2 separate regions of the Gossypium hirsutum genome follow, and region 1 is linked to region 2. The links are chromatin contacts, called in public Hi-C maps. All regions are on one chromosome and are shown on one strand. Each heading gives the region's core, a stretch centred on a gene start, on an enhancer-like site or on the middle of the called end of the contact. The rest is flanking DNA. Distances are from core to core; before and after follow the strand shown. Region 1 holds the start of LOC107962388. Region 2 holds the start of LOC107946959.

Region 1 (5,866 bases), core at 1,661-4,160, 280 kb before region 2:
GAATTTATTTATTAATTCTTGTATTTTGATTAAATATTATGGTAAGTAATTTAGGTGAGAATTATTTGTATTGTGTTTTACAATTGAAATGGATTGATTTGGTATGTGATAAATTTATTAAATTTATATGGATATATATATATGATTGATGTGAAAATTGAATATTGAATGTATGTTATATTGAAAATTAAATTAATTGGGAATGTGAAAAAATAAATATGAATATGTGATTAATGTGGAATTTGGAATATTTGTTACTGAAAAGTGAATTGAATTGTATTGAATTATGAATTTATGTGATTAATTAAAATGTAAATTGATTGGAAAATTTGAAAGTGAATTGAATACCCTATTAATAGTATCGAGCTAGTCGGATATAATTAGCATGCCATAGGATTGGAAGTGTTCAGGGATACTTTGACCTTGAGTCGATGAGGCACTATAAGTGTCGCCTTACTGCTACTATTCCGGATTCGTTTCGAAGAGGTACTCCGTACCTTACTGTTACTGTTACTGTTCCGGATTTATTCCGATGAGGTACTCTGCGTACCACTATTGTTACTGTTACTGTTACTGTTACCGTTACGATGTATTTCGGTTCTGGCCGATTAAACACTGTATGCTATCCCGGTGTGTGGGTTGGATCCATGTATTTGTCTGAGTCTGAGTCATGTTAATAGGGTAAATAAAGGTACTGAATAACTGACTACTACTGAATAACTGACTGTTACTCGATAACTAACTGCTACTGAATAATTGATTGTTACTGAATAATTTATCGTTACTGAATAATTGACTGTTAAAAAGTGATTGAATATTATTGAATGACTAGTTGTTATTGAATGATTGATTGTTACTGAATGAAACTGATAAATTGATCGATACTGAAAATTATTTACTGATATTGAATAGTGAACAAAAGTATAAGTGAGACATATGAATGGAAAATATTATTATTTAAATGACTGTGAATTTATTTGAAAAGCTAATTGGGTTAATAGATGATAAAGATTGAATGAGTTGTAAAGAATTTATCCATAAAATGAATAAATGAATATTTATTATCATTAAATGATATTAAGTGTATGTTTTACTATTTAATGTTTGGATTATAGAAATACCACTGAGTTCATACTCAGCATACGGTTTGTTTCCGTGCGCAGGATAGGTTAAAGTCAGACCATTGAATCAGCATCCTAGGTCGATCCCGAACTCAATGTGATGAGGTATATTAATTATTGGTAATGGCATGTACCTAAAATGTCCATATGTGTCATTTTGGATTGTCAATGTAAGGATGAAATAAGTAAATTTAGATTTAGTAATAGTATATGGTAGGAACTGGCTTATTTGGTAAGAATTTGAACTATTTGATAATGTATGTGAAATACTTAAAAAGATTCATCATATAAGCACGTAAAATGTCTAATTTGACATGTTTTAAGTAGGTTTGAATGTGATTTAAAGTGATCGAACTGAATTGACTGGTAATGCCCCGTAATCCTATTCGGGGGATAGATAAGGCTTAGGGGGTGTTACATGTGATACATTTAAATTATTGGATGTTATGATGTTTAAATGTTTTCGATTTTCAGTAATGTTCTGTAACCCTAATTCGACAACGGAGACGGATTAGGGGTGTTACAGTGACTTTGGTACATTATTGATCAAGTTGTTTGTTCATATTTGATTTATAAAGATTGTATGTTTTGTTTGAAATTATAGTATGAATGTGTAAAGTAGTTAAATTGGAAATCGCAAGTTGCAGTTTCATTAGAAATTGCAGAAATAGTTTGTCACGTCGCGACGAGATCAAGTTACCATGCTATGATGCAACGTCGAGTATTTGTCGCTGGGACGAGACCTAGTCAGTATGTTGCATTGCAACAAGGAACCCCTGACATCGCGACATCAACTTGAAGTTCTGAAAATGTTACAGTTTTGTCCTAATTTGATCTCGAGTTAGCATTATAACTTTCGAAAGCTCATATAAGACCTAGAAACGTATGTATATTATTTTATATACTCAAATTGCCTATAATTGAATGTTAATGGCGTGAATTGAATTATAAATTGTTTGTAGTTGCTTCGGTAACTAGTATAACATTTTATAGCTCAGACCTGGCGATCAGTTCGGGCAATAGGCGTTACAACAAGAGTCAAATGATGCCAAAGCCATTCTCATAAAATATGAAAGCCAAAATGATGAGATTTCAATTGTTGAAATATTCAAACCTGGCCATAATGGACTTGATTACACTGTTAAGAAACTTATATCTCCTTCAGTTTTTGTTAAATCTAAATACATGGTTGCTACTTCATCTTTTAAGGTAGGTAAAAAGAAGAATAAAAAATCTCTTTGAGTCCAAATATATAAGATCCCATTGTTACAATTTGATGAATGATCAAAAATGGAGAAATACAAGGAACATCTAATCAAATGATACAAGAGTTTATGGAACAATTACCTAGATGGCAACATGTATGCAAGATTGGAAGAAGTTTAGATCAGTTGCAAACATGTTATACAATAACTCGAAACAAGTGCAAACCGAGGTAATTTCAAAACCCATAAAAAAATGTTCAAGTGGCTTCAACCAATTGACTTGAGTCACTAACTAATATAGGTTAACAATTAATAAAGAAAATAAATATAAAGAGTGTACGAAATGAATGCAAGTAAAAGGAACGATTACAAATTAACCTCACTTATTCAACCTCAATTCATAAATTAGTAATTTATGTCAATTTAACTTGAATTTAGAATCAATTACTCAAATCCATCTCCAGCTTTAGGATAAGTTCTTAGAAAGCACAATTGCCACTGATGTATATTCCTCAGCGCCTCTAGTTATGTACTACAATTATTAGCTTTGTCCTTGACTATCAAGATATTCACGTGGAGGTTGTTACCTGAAATCAATTTTGGGTAATCTCTTGATTAGATCACCAAGGCACTAAGGCGAAAGTAAGGAACTACTCGGACTTACTTTCCCTTTAGAATTTCTATTTACCTATTTATCACTTAGAGTAAACAGCATACGCATAAATCAAAATTGTCGGTATGGTAGCAATTGTATTAGGCAGTGGATGCGAAGAGATAAATGATGGATCAGAGATTGGGCTCAAGGAATTGTTTGACTCAATCAAGCATCTAGCATTGATCAAAGGATCAACAGGGGCAGCGTTGGTAATGCAGATTATCAAGCCTTTTCTTTCACTCCATGAGCCGAAGGGAAAAAAGTAAGAGAAGATGGGTGTATAATGGTCTTTTAACATTAAACAATACGATCATACAGGAACGACTCTACCCACCGGTCATGGTTACGTACAAGTTTGAGGAAAGTCAAAACACTTCCCGTTAACACAACAGTGATAAGAGAAAAATTATCTCTTCATCTTTTGTTAGAAATTCTTTTTCTATAACCAAATCATTATCTGTTTCTTTCAAACTTATTCTTTCTTTTTCTGCTCCTGCTGCCTATACAAAAAGAGATCAACTTCTGTAAGCTCTGCAGAACCTTTTTTTTTTTTTACCTTATTTACTTTGGTTAATGGGAGTTTGGTTTTATTATTTTTCTTGCTTTGCTTTTAGTTTGTTGTTTTAGCTTTCGATTATGGGGCATAATTTGTTCTCTTTTTGTAATAGTTTGAGCTGTTAATTAGGGGTTAATTGATTCACTTTGATGTAAAAAAATTTGAAAATTCAATGGTTTAATTGTTCCCGGTTCATGAAAACCTTGTCCCTGTAAGTGGGCTAGATACGAATTATATGACACAGTAGATTTATGAGATTTTAATTCTAAATCTAGGAAGCATGAGTGATTGATTATTCTTGTGATATACATGTTATCTCAATATTGAAGGGTTCCGCTTTAGGATAGGTCCCGTAGCAGTTTATAGTCTCGGCAAAGATTGAGAAGTGGTGCATTCATGTTGAATCTGTTCAGTTTGCGGGGGCTGCCTTGGACTGGTGCTAATGGTCAGCAAAAGGTTCATTCAACAGCCTCTTTGAATTTCCCATTTGGTTGTCATTGATTATCATGCATCCCTTAGTCACCTCCATTTTCAGGTTCAGTTGACGGCTGCAGAGTTGGAATCACTTAGATCGGAACTCGCTGATATAGAAGAGAGAGAAGCTCACATGAAAGCTCGGTAAAGGAGAGCTGAATCTTGTCCTTTGAACCATTATGTATATTTTGGTCAGCTATATATGAACCTTTTGTTCTTGAGGTCTAGCAAATAACATTCCTACGCAATATTCAGATTTGGATACAATACTTCTGCATGTGATGATGTTTCTGTGTCATTGCAGGTTGGAACATATCGAGGGGATTTTGCGATCGGCTCGACTTTCTGGCTATTTGTACATTCGAACCGTATGCATTTTCCAATTTTGCTATCTTTGTATCAAGTTTATCCTGCATCCAGCTCTTTGTTCTTGCGTTACTGTTACTCTTCTGGTTAATGATCTTCCTACATATCTTTAATTCTCAGAGATGGACAGCTTTACCCGGAGAACCTGCTCCTATCGATGATACCAAAGTCAACGATTGGCTTCCTCGATTCATTGTTCTTCACGGCCAATGTATATTCTTCTATTTACTCTCCACAGGTAATTAACTTTTTGATGAATTAAGTTTCAAATGGAGCTAAACTTGGAAAAAGCAATAATTAAACTAGTAAGATTGAAGGATACGTGAAACAGGTTGGTATATTAATTATAAACATGACTTGATAATCAACTTCTTAATTTACAATCTGCAGATTTGAGCCCTCAGGATTCCACCCTACTATCCGATGTGGTGGAAGTAGGTTCCTTGCCATGTTTTACGAGAGAAGATGAAGGAACACGATATTCCTTTTATATCTTAACTCGCCAAGGACTGCGCTATGAATGTTCACATGTTTCTCAAATACAGGTAAACAATGTGTCCTTAATATGCATATATATGAACAGAGTACAATGTGCTGTTCTAAACTCATAAACGTTATTGCTTCATGTTATTTTTGTAAAGTATGCTTGCTGCTGAGTTCTGAGCCTGTGTAAGTTGAGGTCAATTCTTCATTTTCTTATTTGCAATTTATTAAGATGAAGCTAAGCTATGTTACTGAGTGTAATATGTTTAATTTTCTCTCTATATAGCAAGGTCAACTCAAGACTTTGTCTATTTGGTTAGTACATATAATCACCGTTATGCACAGACAGCTAATAAGTTGAGATTCGAATTCTATCATCTATATATACATCTCTAAGCATATATAGTAAGGTTGAAGAAAATCATATAATTTCACTGTGTCCATGTAAATTTTGCATTGATCAAATTTGAGTTTTATTATTTTCTGTGTTTTGGTAGGTGGACACCTGGCTATCGGCTTTGCAGACAGGCTGCAAGGTGGTTTCTGAATCTGATGTTTTAGTTCCAAATGGTTCAAGTAAAAAGTAGAATCATTTACAGATTTTGTAACAGTAAGTTGTAAATATAAGGTGAAAGTTACAATTACTAACAAATTGTCTTGTGAATGTAAATATAGGATGCCACTTTCCATTAATAAAACATCATCCATCTTCGAGGATTCCTTAAATTTAGAAATGACAAACTTTGATTTCTTACTTGGGCTTCATCAATTGACTTGTACAGAAAAATTTAAACAAAGTCTTAATATCTTTTATTGGTTTCACAATGTATCCATCAAAGCGAGCTTAATGACTAATTCTCTATATTCTATAGGTCCGTTAAGAAATAAATACTGGTCACTGATTTTAAAGCTATTTCATGCCCAAAGCGAAGATCGAATGATCACTGGTTAAAGTAGGACAGATATTTACATCCTACTTAACTCCAGTGTTCGATAAAAAAGCAAA
Region 2 (5,917 bases), core at 1,342-3,841:
CTAATTTCACTCTAAGCTAAATTTAGCTCCCTATTTTTAATACTCCTTAATTTTGAATTTTTCACAATTTAGTCCTTATTGCTCAAAATTAACATTTAACTCCACAATTTAGTCATTTTTCAATTCTAACTTAAAAATTGTCAATATAATCCCAAAAATTCTAACTAATCAACAATGTTAACATCTTAAATCTTGAACAATACTAAAAATTGTAACTTGGGTTGACAAGTTCTAAGTACCGGGATTCAAAAAACATAAAAATTACAAAAAAAAGAACTAAATTGACTAACCAATTGAAGCTTGAATGTTTTAAAAACCCTTATGGCTGTCCAAGTTCCTTTGCTTCTCCCTAATTTCGAAATTGCATGTAAAAGAGAATTAAAACATTCTCTTTCATGCCACTTTCCATTATAATTCTTTTCATTTTGTTTTCATTTTATTTATTATTATAACATAAGTTTTATTAAGTTAACATAATATATAATATATATCATAAATGCTACATTATGACCAAAGAAACATTGGTAGAATTATTACTTTAGTCTTTTTAATTAATTTCAATCTATAATTCAACTTTTGACTCTTTCACTATTTGGTCTGTATACCTTAATAACTCTTAGTTCAAGAAAATTGTTTACTAAAAATTTAATTTGCCTCTAAAATGACTCCGTAAATATTTAATAAAAATATTTATAGGTCCAATTTGTAGAAACAGTGTCCCGAAAATACACTTTTTCGACACCCCTAACTATTGGGTCGTTGCAATTAAGTTGCATATGTTATATGATGGAATGTTATATACATATATGATTGTGTTATAAGTTCATGATATGATTTTGAACTAACCCATTTGATACATTGGTTGAAATTCTTATGGAAGTGTAAGGTTGCCAAAGATGCCATATTAGATATCATTGTATGACAATTGTAAAAATTGTTGTAGTGTTAAGGTAAGTTAAGTAAATTTAATATGGACTTACTAAGCATTCAAAATCTTACCCATTATCTCCTTTTTCGTTGTAGATCGTCAGTTTACGGAACATGTCTTAAGTAAATTTAATATGGACTTACTAAGCATTCAAAATCTTACCCATTATCTCCTTTTTCGTTGTAGATCGTCAGTTTACGGAACATGTCGATTGGACCATCACAAAGCTCACACTATCCTATCAATGTTTCAATAGTCTTTTGCTCGTTTTAATTTCGATTATGTGGCATGTACATAGGTAGTAAAAGTGAGTCAACTTGTAACTACATGCTTGGTTTGAATTTGGACTAGTATATATATTATGAAATGATAATGCTTACATTTGTATTAAAGCATGATTTGGTCATGTTATGTTAATATATATACATAGTGTTTTAATGGTTTGTTTAAATGTGCTAATGGTAAGAATTGAACTTAGAAATAACATCGTTGGTATGTGATTTGAATGGCTTGGAAGAAGAAAGACTAGTTTGTGTTTTAAACAAGTTGTTGGATTGAATTATTATCAAAGATGTTTTGAATTGGTAATGGCTATATGCATTGATTGGTATGTATTTTGGAGTATTTTGTGTAGGTATGATGTGTGGTTAAGTGCACCATCTTAACCAATTTTGGTTTTGGCATGAAAAGGGACCAAATGATAGTTTTTGTCACATTTTCTTTAAGGTATTGATACCCTAGTAAGAGTATCAATGCCTAGTATTTTCAATCGGTTTTACAAACAAATAGAAGGTCAATTTGGTATCAAGAATAAGGTAAGGTATCGTAACTATAAGGAAATTTCGGTACATTGATCCAAGTATCGATACCTTATGATTTTAACTTGATTTTATGAAACATCAAAGCTTAATTTGGTATCGGTAATTTTCTAAAATTACAATTTAATCCTTTTTGCCACATTTCCACATCCATAATATCTTTCTTTGATTTTCATCTCTAATATCATTTTTTATTTCATAAAAATTCTTTATTTGACTCATTTTCTAATTTTCTTAAAAATTTACTATATTTGATTCTAAAATAGTGTTTTATGTCTTATAGAAACTCTTAGGGTGTTATAAGGAGAGGATTGTACCAACTGACTATAAAAGCAGATTCTTTTTTAATTCTTTAAATGAATGTTTACCTTTTAGTTTTAATAATAAAGAGAATGTAACAACCGATAACTGTAACATGGAATAGGGAATTTTATTTGGAATTATAACATAGAAAATATGTACAATAAACTCTTAATGCAGTAATAAAAGTATTATATTGTAAACATGAGAGCTTGGATTCGATCTAAGAAAAAAGAAAAAAAAATAGTTTTAACTTTATTTAGGACCTATATTTGACATTTATTGGGAGACGAATGCAGAGACTATTGTTGACAAGTTTCTTTAGCTGTTTAAGGTCACTCATTACTTCCTCATATTACCCAAAAAAAAAATCCTATTTTAATTCTACTTCTAGAAAGAAGAAAAAAATAATGGGCCAAAAAGAAGACAATCATTTTCATTTATTTATTAACTTGGGATAGCCCAAATATTGGGCTTTAGTTGCCCCATATCAAAGCCCAAGATACATATTAGGCTTTAAGGCAGCATATTAAGCTCCTGAGTTATGCCAGGGTCGAAACGTTTTCAATTTTCGAAACCCGCAGTTATGAAGATACCCTTTCTTGATCCTCATCACATCTTTCACTTCAGCGATACAGACACGAGAAAGGGAATGGCGGACTCTTCTTTCATTTGCTTTTAATCTTTTCGCTTTAAAAGGTAACTAATCTTTCTGAATCCTCCCATTTTTCATATCTCTCTCTCTTTTTTTATTTCTATTTTTTTATTTAATTACTGAATTGACCTCTTAAACTTCTTTGAAAATCCCTATTTCTGTGAGGTTAGCAACTTAATCAAGTTTTTGAATAACATCGATATATGCATACCTAGACGATCCTAAGTATGCATGTATCTTTGATCATTTGATTTTTTATATGATTTTGATATTTTACTGGGTTTTTGTTGTTATTCTTGTAGGTTTTCATTTATTCTTGACAGGTTTGTAATTTTGAAAAGATAAAAATGGATGTGGATTTGGTTGCAAGTGAAATTTTGGAGGAGGATACTATTCCAGTTATTGATCAAAACAATGTAAGCTTCTAGTTAAATGATTATTCGGATTATTATTATTTCGGTTATTTCATTTCATTTTACTGTATTCTTTATTTTGTTTTCAATTTTATCCTAGTTTCATTGATTTTTGTAGCTGAAAGTTGAAAAACTCTAGTGTTAGATGCGTGGAAAAAGTATTCAAATACTTGCACTGGTTTATGATAGTTGTTTGATTTAGAGTCTTGAATGTGTGTGTTCTTTTCTTTTTCCTTTTAAATGCAGGATCTTTCTAATTTCGATGGCGGAAGATGCGGGATATGCATGGATATTATTATTGACAGGGGGGTTCTTGATTGCTGTCAACACTGGTATTTTTCTGCATACTGTTTCTAGTTATTCCTATTTTCATCTTTACCCCCTGCAGCATCTTTAATTAGAAGCAAAGCTCCTTTTCTTTATGGCGCTAGTAGTGTGGGTAGGCATCTAGTTTTCTCTTGGGGGTGTTTGGTTTGCCGCTTAACATACATTCCAGACTAAGGTGTTTGGATTTCAACATTCTGGCCATCCCGTAATAGTATAGGGTGTTATGGCCTCTTTCTTAGTAATCTGATATTCCGGGCGAAATCTGAATTTAGGACAAAATTACTTCTCTTTTCATTATATTTATCAATATAGTCCTTTTTATAATATTTTAAGACAAAAACCAAAATATCTCTTCTTTTTTCTTCTCTTTTAAGTTTGAAAACTAAAATTGATGCAGATACTCTATTTTGTATATTTGTATGGATATTTTTTGACAAAGCCTGCCTTAATATACTACTTTTCTTACAAGGCAAAAGAAGAAAACTATGTTCTTTATCGACCATGAAATAACTTTAAGAATGGATTTTTCATACGTAAATACAAGATTTGTGAGTATATAAACTGTAGGGTTTTCCTTGTTTGAAAAAAAGAGTTAAAGAATTTGGTTATGGTCAGTGTTTCATGTACTTAAGAATGTCTGCAACAAGTAAGCACACACTCCTCCAAAAATTGGCTGAGCTGACTTGTATACAGATTTGGGTCATTCCTAAAATGATCAACATGTGGTGTGGAGACAAACCATATAAATAAATTTTCATAATTAGGTTTAGTTGTGGTTCAATTGAATTCATATGATCCTTCAAAAGAAATTGAATTCATATGATAAAATAAAGGTGTAATAAAAGTGAATTTATTAAGTTATTTTAATATTATAAAAATTTGAGACTAAAAAATGTTTAAAGAAATGAACTTGTAAACGCAAAATCTTACATTCTCGTAATCCTATTACGAAACATAATCTTGCATTTCCGCAATCTTATTACCTTCACTTTTTGATTATATTTCTCAATCTTTCTCCTCAAGGAGTAAAGTTAAGTAGAAGAAGCTACACTGTTATTTTGTTTTGACTCTCTACTTTGATTTTTTTAATGTGACATTTTATTCAGATTGATTAAAAAATCAATTAGTGTTCTGATGTCTTTGGATCCTGTTCTGAATTTGATGATGCGGGTTCATCTTGTGAATTTCAGGTTTTGTTTTGCATGTATTGACAACTGGGCAACAATCACAAACCTTTGCCCACTTTGCCAGAGTGAATTTCAGTTAATCACCTGTGTTCCAGTGAGTTATGCAAAATTCTTAAAGCTTCGATTTTGGTCTCCCTCTTTTCCTGCTAGTTATTTTGCAAAAGTTATTTTTCTCTAAATGGCCCATCTGTATGCTAATTTGGCTACTTCACCTTTAGTTACCTTGAAATTCTTTATGAAAGTATATGCAATATGTTGATTAAATCATTTGAGCTACCATTTTGATCATGAAGGTATATGACACCATAGGAAGCAATAAAGTTGAGGATGAGACATTTTCCAGGTACTTCTCAATTCTACTTTCTTCCAACTCAGTTTCATTTGTCCACCAAAAGAGGGAAAAGAAATTCTAGTTTATGTGGATTCTTGAAACTGCCTGCGTTACATCCTGGTGTCTATATAGTTTCTTGTTTGTTTTGCATCCTTTGTTATATTAATAAATGAATTAATCTCTCAAGTTTAACATGAAACAACATATTGCAACTATGTAGTATGCATTAGATTTTGGAGGTTATATATGGTGATTGGAGATTCATATCTTATGCATTATTTTGATATTCTGGATATCAAGAAAATTTTGCAATTAAACAATTTGGAAAATGACCCTCTATGATACAGTAATTACATATTATCTTTGTGAAGAACTATGGTGATTGAGTTGCTAAGATTCTTCTCTATGTTCTGATTTTGACTTTTTTTTACATATGCAGAGAGGATGATTGGTCCATTGAAGGGAAGAGCAACACTCTTTCTTTCCCATCATACTATATTGATGAAAATGTAATTATCCTGCATATGCTATCTTTACGGTTTCTTCATATATTGAGGACGTAGTAATCATTCAAGCTAGGGGTGAGCGATCGAATTGAGTGAAAAAAATTTCGAGTTCACCAGTCGTATTTTATCATCCTAACTCAATTTGAAATTTTTTTGAATCGAGTCGAATGAAATGAAATGAAATGAAATTCAAGTCGAGTCGAGTCGAATTGAATCGAGTGAAATTGTTTTGAGTAAAATTAAAAAAATTAAAATTGTCAAATAAAAATATTGTTATAGTATAATTAATTCTATGTTAGAGCACAAAAATTTAATACCATATATATTTGAAAATTTTTCAAAGCAAAAAAAAAAAATCTTGAGTATGATAAATTTGAATCATTAATTAGGTTCAAAAATTATTATTTTAGAAAAATTTTAAAATTTTAATTTTTTTATATAATTTTTTAAAA

The links. Hi-C and Micro-C count contacts between places; a contact is called where the count stands out from the background.
Region 1: a Hi-C map of hypocotyl shows a contact between it and region 2, with 3 times the contacts expected there. The contact joins the promoter of LOC107962388 here to the promoter of LOC107946959 in region 2. A contact is called at or near these places in 10 of 34 Hi-C or Micro-C datasets (anther, callus, fibers and 3 more).

What each region holds. Positions count from the first base shown.
Region 1 is chrA08:80,128,100-80,133,965 of Gossypium_hirsutum_v2.1, reverse strand. It overlaps LOC107962388, which reads left to right and starts at 2,910. Exons shown (of 6, transcript XM_041074486.1): 1 at 2,910-3,993; 2 at 4,073-4,155; 3 at 4,316-4,379; 4 at 4,498-4,615; 5 at 4,768-4,922; 6 at 5,358-5,586. The coding sequence starts at 3,934. The coding sequence ends at 5,447.
Region 2 is chrA08:79,845,155-79,851,071 of Gossypium_hirsutum_v2.1, reverse strand. LOC107946959 reads left to right here and starts at 2,591. Exons shown (of 15, transcript XM_016881473.2): 1 at 2,591-2,745; 2 at 3,004-3,117; 3 at 3,361-3,446; 4 at 4,632-4,722; 5 at 4,922-4,971; 6 at 5,399-5,468. The coding sequence starts at 3,049.